Linked DNA regions of Pan troglodytes: all the other regions are linked to region 1. The links are chromatin contacts, called in public HiChIP or PLAC-seq maps. All regions are on one chromosome and are shown on one strand. The core of a region is the stretch at or near the end of the contact, and the rest is flanking DNA. Distances in the headings are between cores, read along the strand shown.

Region 1 (2,507 bases), core at 6-2,505:
GCCTTCCCTCCTCTTCCCCCCTCCCCCTGCGTTGCCCCGGGCAACAGCGCCTACCGCCGGCGGCGCGAAACGCACCTACCTAGAACCTGACAAGCCCGAACCCCTCAGACTCCGGAGCCAGTCACCACCCCGCGTCACGGGGGCTGCCACAGCCAATAGGCGCCACTGTCACGAACCTCTGCAACCAATCCCGCTGCACTCCGGTCTCCGGGCACCCTCGAGGCCTCAGCCAATGGGCAAGAGCGGAAGGCGGGCGCAGCCGCCGGGCCCTCAGCCCCCTCCTCCACTACCTCCCAGGAGGCGGGGAGCGGCCGATTGGCCCGGTCCCCGAAGGGGCAGGACTTGGGCCCTAGGCTGGGTGGGCGCACGCTTAGCCCAAGCTGCGGGCCCTGGGAGTGGAGGCGCGGAGCTGCGGTCGCCGCTTTCTGGGCTCGCTCACCAGCCCGGGTGGAGTCCCGAGGTCTGCGCGTTTGTGCCGCTCTCCCCGCCTCGGTAACCTGCTCCTCCCTAGCGGGTGTCCTGGGCTGCCGTGGTGAGATGGGGCCGGAGACGGACGAAGGCGTCACAGGAAACTTTGGGAGGCTCGCCTGGCCGCGGCCGGGAAGTGGCCGGACCGGCGATGATAAGCTGAGGCCGCCTGGAAGGGACCACTCGGCGGGTCGGCAGCCGGAAAGGAATTCGGAGAGTGGGGGCGGAGACGTGATTAAAATGTTAAGTGTGCCCGGAGGGCGCTGGGCGATCCCCGGAGCTGAAATCTCCGGGAAGGGAAGCCGCTTTAGGGCCGCGAGGCCCCCACCCCTAAAATAGGCACTTTTCAGCCTCAGAATTGGTCACTTTTTCCTGTACGTTCCCACGTTTTACTTGCATCTGTTATTAACGTGGATTGCTTTAGAATGGTTTTCAGCAACTCCAGTTTACTCTGAGTCCCTTAAGGACAGGAACTGTCTTTCAATCCTGTACTCCCAGTGCCTGAGCCTGCCTAAAAATGTTAGAAACTCAATGCTGGAATTGTAATGGATGTTTAAAAGCATACAGCAGGTACTGGGAGTGGCCCCCTATAATAAATTCTTACCTCTTCGGGAGTCTAGAATGCGTGGAGAACCCAAACGGGTCTGCTCTTCAGTGATGGCCGTTTCTGAAGCGTCCTTCACCAAAAGAATTTGGTGAAAAATGAGTAATGTGATTATTACTAGGTGATCAGTAACAGTAGGATAGGTATGCGTCATTATTCGAGGGTGTGACCCTCCCATGTTCCTGTAGTAGACTTTTTAAGGCGGTGTTATCTTTTGCATTGGTTGAACCACATAGCGTCAATCCGGTATTTCCCCTCCCTCTCAAAAACTGAGTTACATAGGAGCCAAAGAAGAGTGGTGAATATTTTCTCTAAGCAGGGTTATTTATTTAACCATAGAGAACAGCCCTACACATAGAAAAACATAAATCTTAAGTTGGACTTTTTTTTAAGTCTACTGTTTTAAAGCTAAATAAACAAAAACCAACATAAAAATTTTAAATAAGAGGCTTAATTCTCCCTATTGAAAATGGAGGATGAGATTTCCCGTCCCTTTTTCTCCGAGCATTTGTCTTAGAAAACTTAAGTACTTTCTTAATTGTTAAGTACTTTCTCAACTCTTTGAAATCTGTATAAATCCACTTGAGGACTAGATAGGTCTTGTCAACTGTATGCTCAGGAATGTCTCTGGACCTTTTTTTTTTTTTTTTGAAATGCTGCACATATCAACGGAGTAGCATCCTTCCCTATCTCCCAGTTTCTGTGAGAGAGTAGGAGCGTAACTTCGGTGAGCAACTTGCTCCGTGTTGCAAAACTACCTTCCGTCATAAAGACAGGAGAAGTTTGTTTTTCCTCTGGATAAAACCAATTAACTAACACAGATGGTCACCCCAATTATTAAGTAAAGTTAATGTGACAAATGTCAGGTCCTCTTACTTGAGGACTAGTTATTGTTCAACTTGAAAACGTGTATGTAATGGGTCGTATATACTTGGCTATACAAAAGGGCAAGATTTCTGTCTTTGCAATCTCTTAGCAAATTGCCTGTGATGTGTATCACAGTCTCGTTTAATGCTTATTCAGTACTAAAAGTGTTTTGTCTACTAACGTTTGTGGAGAGGATTTCTGGGTTGGGAGATTTTGGTTTTTAATTATATTTTTCCAACAATGCCTATACCCAGAATGTTGGGATGACAAAGTTAAGGAAAGTAGTTACTTCGGAGTTTTTAAATTGTTCTCTAAAATGATGGTTAATGTTTCATATGTATTTCATAGTGATTGTTAAATGCACAAACTGTGGTTCTGTGAGTAAACTTCTTAAAATAGAAGTTAATTTTCTGTGAACATCAAATGTTATAGTATATGTAATGTCAATAAGAATGAAATGAATGAAAATTTAGTTAGGTAAGGCCAAAATACAACTTTGGAGACTGCTTCATGACTGAATACCTTTCCCAAGAACCTTAGAATTTCTCCACATTTATACAAAGGGAAT
Region 2 (2,507 bases), core at 6-2,505, 930 kb before region 1:
AAGAAAAAGAAAAAAAAAAAGCCTAGGTGGGTTCGGTTTGATCCATTTCCGCGACTCGGTGCGCTCAGGGGGTCTGGGCTGGTGCGGGCGGCTTAACCCTGTGAGAGCCGAGAACGACCCCACCGCGATACGCGGGCCCCGGGCTGGCGGGGGGTGCCTCACGCCGCGCCCGTTCCCCCGCCAGCAGGTGCCCGAAGCCACCCCAACAGGCCGGGTGCGAATGCCGGAACATGGCCACTTTCCTGAGCGGGATGATGCCGCCGCCGCCGCACGCCGCCCAGCACTTTGTTAACTCGGCGCGCCCGGGCGAGGTGGCTCCCAGGAGGTGATCATTGCCGTCCGAGAGCTACAGAGCCCCTGGCCTCGCCCAGCACGGGTGTGGGGCCGCGGCGGGAGGAAGAGGTCGGGTAGCAGCCGCTAACCAGGGGCCCGCACGCCTGGCCCCTCGGAGCCCTGCGCCCCCTTCCCAGGTGCTTACCTGAGGGAAGGAGCCCTCGCGGCGCGGGTTCCTGGGGTAGTCTAAGTGACCCCGGTCCAGCATCAGGTAGAGCGAGAAAATCACCACACAGAAGATCGCACTGCCGAACACGGTGAACTGGCGGCTTAACTTCATTTTCCTCGATAGACTCGGGGCCAGGACACTGTCCTCAGCCAAAGGAGACAGCGCACTGTGGACTCTAGGAAGCAGCCGCCGGAGGCTCCCTTCTCCCGGGCTGCGCGACCTCCGCGCTCTCGGATGCGGATGCGAGTCCCCGCCTTGCTCCGCACCTAGTCTCCGGCGCCACCACACGCCCTTGGCCTTCGCCCTGGCCTGCCGCCCTCTCCGGGGTCGGGCGCCCCTCTCGAGGCGAGACTCGCCGGCAACTGGGAAGGGGGGCCCCCACAAACTTGATCGCAAGCTCAGCGCCGACCTCCGGCAGGGCGCGCGGGGCAGGCGGAGGAGAGGTCGCTGCCCGCACTTCCTGCCACCGCCGCCCCAACTGAGTCGGCAGGAAAAGTTTTCTCGACGAGGGCAGGCGTGTCCTCCTCACCCAGGGGAGGCGCGGGTTCGGCAGCTCCCGGGCCGGGGCCGCGCAGCTAGGTCAGAGAAGCGGAGGGGAAAGGAACAAGATCGCGAGGAGCCAAGCCCTACAACTTCTGGGCGGGACGGTCGGGCCCGCCCCCGCGGCACCGGCACCGGCACCGCCCCCGCCTACCCCGACTGAGCCCCTTCGTGCTGCTGCCGCCGCCGCCGCCGACGCGGCGGCTGGGCCGATGTGCACCCCGGACTCCGGGGCTCACGGATTGATGAGTTTCCTCAACGCTAGCGTCCGCTCGCCAGCCTCTCCCGCCCCCTGCCGCCCCTACCTTCCCCCTCCCAGACCCAGGCTCCGCGGGGAGGCGCAGGGGGCGGGCGGCGGCAACGCGGAAAGAAGGAAAAGGAGAGCAGGGAGGAAAGGACCGTCCCCGGAGAGAAGCCCGCTCCAGCTGCAGCCGCTAGCCCCCTCCCTCTTTCCCGCCCCACAAACGCGGAGATGGCGGCGGAAGCGGCGAAAAGAAGCGCCGGTTCTCCAGCGCCACTTGGCGCTCCAGCACCGCCCGCCACGAGCAGGAGGAGACAGCGGCGGCGCAGCGGCCGCTGGGTCAATAGGCGCCCGCAGCCCCTGAGCCGAGCGGGCGGCTGGCCCCGCCCCCTCCCGACGCTCCGAGATGAGGGGGCGGGCCCCACGGCGCCCAATCACAGCGCGTCGCCCGGCGGGCCCGCCCCGCGCCTGCCTCCCAGTGTCCCGGCGATAGGAAGACCTCACAGGGCTCTTGTGACCTGGCAGGCAGCTTTCTGGGAGTTGAGGCCTTCGGGGGCGTTCAGACGCCAGCACCCCCACGTCCAACAGGGGTTGAGCTTACACCCCACTTCCCTTTGTTGCCCAGGTTTCCTATCCTTGGACACTCGGGCCTGGCGTGCCTGGAAGAGTACTTGGTGAAGGGCTGGAGGAAATGCAAGAGAAGAGGGCTTGCACATTCTCTTCGGGCTCACTATTTCCTCTTTTGGTGACAGCCTGTTAAAACCTGGGGGAAAGGAGACTGACAAAGGGCCGTCCAGGCACATGTAGAAACATCTGACTACGAAATCCATGAGTGTAATCTGAGAAGTGATGCTTCTGTCAGTTATTGATTTATTGCCTCTCAGCTCCAAATTCGCCCTTTTTGACTGCACTGTAAAAACGGATCTGAGCCTTTTAAACAGTTTTTCGTTTGCCTTCTGGGACTGAAGCTTTATCAGTAGAGGGCGCTGAAGAGACATTACAGAAAAAAAGGATTTTGCTTCCTGATTTCTGTGTATTGATAAGCTTTTGCAGCATACCTGGCTTTCTCCACTGCCAAGGTCCTATAGTGCTCAGTAACTAGCAATTTCCTCTCACATGCCCAACTCTAGGAGCTTTGTAGAGGAGGTGAGACACTACGCCAAACTTCCCTGGCACCCTAGAGGCATTTGCAGCAAGTTGCAGAGGGCACATCTTCCACAAGCT
Region 3 (2,507 bases), core at 5-2,504, 660 kb before region 1:
GATTCAGATTGGATTTCACAAAATGTCTGGCAAATTCTCATAAACCTAAATTTCTACAGTAAATTTTGGGTAATTTATTTCCATCAACAGCAAAAAAAAATTAGTCTCAGTTCACTGGCAAGAGAGTTCGCTGTTGTTAAGGGGACAGCACAAGAAGTGGGGCTCTTAATTCGTGGGGGAGGGGTCGCGATGAATATATCCTGGGCATCGGGCGACGGGTCGGGGGTGGGGAATAAGAGAAGACAGCGGGACTGTAATCAGATAAGCGGACACGTTTCAAGATGAATAAAGAGAATATGTGCAGAACGAAGAAACAGTTTTGTATCACTGACATAATTAACTAAACTGTTACCCAGGTTTAAATTAAGCAAGGTGTCCGGGGACTGCAGCTGTTGTATTTATTTTGGTTGCATGTGATGGGAGCTGTTACTTCCCGGCTTGACAAACAGCCTCAAGATGCAAGCTGGGAGGCTGTGGTCAGCCCAAGGCTATACAGAGGAAAGGCAGGCCTTCTCTGAACCCCGCCCCAGCAGAATAAGAAGCGAGGGGCAAGGGTCAGCGCGGAGAGCGAGGGTGGAAAGCGCCATATAGTGCCCAGGGTCAGGGTGGGTAAACAAGCCCTTCTTCGTTTCATTTTTTTTTTGTCTCGCCGATATCTGAATTGTAACTGAACTTTATGCCAGGAGACCTTAACCTTGTTAATCAGGTTTCCAGTCGAATCAGGATCGATTTTAATGCCTCCATTTTGGTTGTTGCTGTTGGAATTTCCGAAAAAGCCTAACTGCGCCAGTCTTTCTGTTAGTTCTCCACACCCCCCTCCCTTTCCCTGAGACCCCGCCCTTTTCTCTCAGCCCAAACCACAAAAGGCCGCGCAGTTTTAGCTCCTACACGGTGCTCCGCCCCCTCCCCAAACGTCGCAGTACTGCAGGGAAAGGAGGTGGGCTCGGCTGGGGCGGGGGACGGAGTCGGCTTCGTCTTTCCGCTCTTCAGCCAATTGGTGAACTCCCCCTGAGGGAGATGGGGGAGCAGGCTGTAGAGAAGGTCCAAGTATTTTTCCCTTTTTCTGCCACGTCCCAACCATTGACGTGAGCCCACTCCTCAGGTTCTGATTGGGCGTATGCCTTGTCCCCCAGCAGAGACCCTGTAAGCTGATTGGTCATCTCTGCTATGCGGGAGGGGCTTGCGTACTCTCCTCCTTCGCCTCCACCGCGGCGCAAGGGGCGGGACTCACCACCACCGCCTCTGCTTCCGCCGCCGCCACCGCCGCCGCCGCCGCCACAGCCGCCAGCCGCTGCGCGTTCGGCGGGGGAGGAGTTGGAGGCGGAGAAGAAGGCGGTGGTGGCGGGTGGAGGTTCGAGCGCTGTTCTCGCTCCGGAGCCGCTGCACATTTCGGTGAGGGTTTTTTTTTTTTTTTTTTTTCAGTCTGGCTTGTTCCGCTGTCGGGAGTGTGGGGGTCGGGGCGAGGAAATTGCTGCGTTCAGCTCCTCAATTTCTCTGTCTCTAGCTTCGGAAGGAGCGGGGCTTGTCCCTGGCCTGCTGCGCCGGCCATGGTGGGTGGGGTTGATGGCTGTGGGAGGCCTTCTTCGCCTCCTGGGCCCTGTCCAGCCCGGACCCGGGCCGCGCTCCTATCCGGGACGGTCGCGCCCGCCGCCCCCCGACGGATGACATTGGTTGGTATCGGGGTCTTCGCTGCCGCTCTTTCCTGCTGCCTCTTCTGCTGTCCTTGGTGACTTGGCCAAGGACCCCGCTGGCTTTCCCCTACACTCGCCACTGTACAAGAGTTTGCCCCCCAACCAACACCTCACACCCACCTTCTGCGGTTTCCCGTCACCCCGCGTAGAGCGGAACCATCTTACGCCACAGGCCTGCAGCCCCCCTCCCCCGAGGAGCCTTCCGTTGCCGTCGTTCTGCTGGGCGTCTGCATTTTCCCCGATTGTCAGTGAGGCTCGGCACGCAGACACCCCGCTCGAGCCGTAGCAGTCGCTCTACTCCCGGGATCAGCACCTTTCCGCCAGGGCTGCTCTCAGTTAGCGATGTCAGGCCAGAGCTCCTCTTGCAGATGCACCTTTAATTTGTCCTCCCTCAGATGACTGTTAATCATTTTGCGCATATTCAAAATGGTGAGCTTAAAGACGCTCAGACCAAGTTGAAGCAAAGGGGAGGTGGTAAATAGTCGTTTTGCAGGGAGGAGAGTAATCTGAGAGTTCCTTCTCCGGACATTAAAAAAAAAAAAATTTACATCCGCATAGGCGCTTCTTTTCAGTCTGCTGGTTCTGTGAAGTTTAAAATTTTCATTACAGGCTTAATGTATTCTGTTTAATCATGAAATACTTGGTCACATTTCTTTAAAATGGCAGTCACCTTTGCTGAAGGCTACGGATCATTTGAAGTGTATGTGAATAAACCTGAGGATAACAGTAATAAACGTTTAAACTATTTTTCAGTGTTGTAATTGTCTTTTGGGGTTCATGTCATTTTTATATGAGATGACCACTTAATTTTAAAAA

What was found. HiChIP or PLAC-seq counts read pairs in DNA pulled down with a chosen protein or histone mark.
Region 2: a contact with region 1 is called in an H3K4me3 HiChIP or PLAC-seq map of stem cell-derived excitatory neurons, with 6 times the contacts expected there. The contact joins the promoter of LOC112209188 here to the promoter of FER in region 1. A contact is called at or near these places in 1 of 7 Hi-C or Micro-C datasets (stem cell-derived neural progenitor cells) and 1 of 1 datasets of contacts at active chromatin or transcription factors (stem cell-derived excitatory neurons).
Region 3: a contact with region 1 is called in an H3K4me3 HiChIP or PLAC-seq map of stem cell-derived excitatory neurons, with 13 times the contacts expected there. The contact joins the promoter of PJA2 here to the promoter of FER in region 1. A contact is called at or near these places in 1 of 7 Hi-C or Micro-C datasets (stem cell-derived neural progenitor cells) and 1 of 1 datasets of contacts at active chromatin or transcription factors (stem cell-derived excitatory neurons).

The regions. Positions count from the first base shown.
Region 1 is chr4:106,467,898-106,470,404 of NHGRI_mPanTro3-v2.0_pri, reverse strand. FER (FER tyrosine kinase) reads right to left here and starts at 1,255. Exons shown (of 19, transcript XM_063810513.1): 1 at 1,073-1,255.
Region 2 is chr4:107,399,322-107,401,828 of NHGRI_mPanTro3-v2.0_pri, reverse strand. LOC112209188 reads left to right here and starts at 1,255. Exons shown (of 1, transcript XM_024356505.3): 1 at 1,255-2,507. The coding sequence starts at 1,255. The coding sequence ends at 1,647. MAN2A1 (mannosidase alpha class 2A member 1) reads right to left here and starts at 1,138. Exons shown (of 23, transcript XM_063810525.1): 1 at 479-1,138.
Region 3 is chr4:107,124,543-107,127,049 of NHGRI_mPanTro3-v2.0_pri, reverse strand. It overlaps PJA2 (praja ring finger ubiquitin ligase 2), which reads left to right and starts at 1,254. Exons shown (of 10, transcript XM_526975.7): 1 at 1,254-1,392.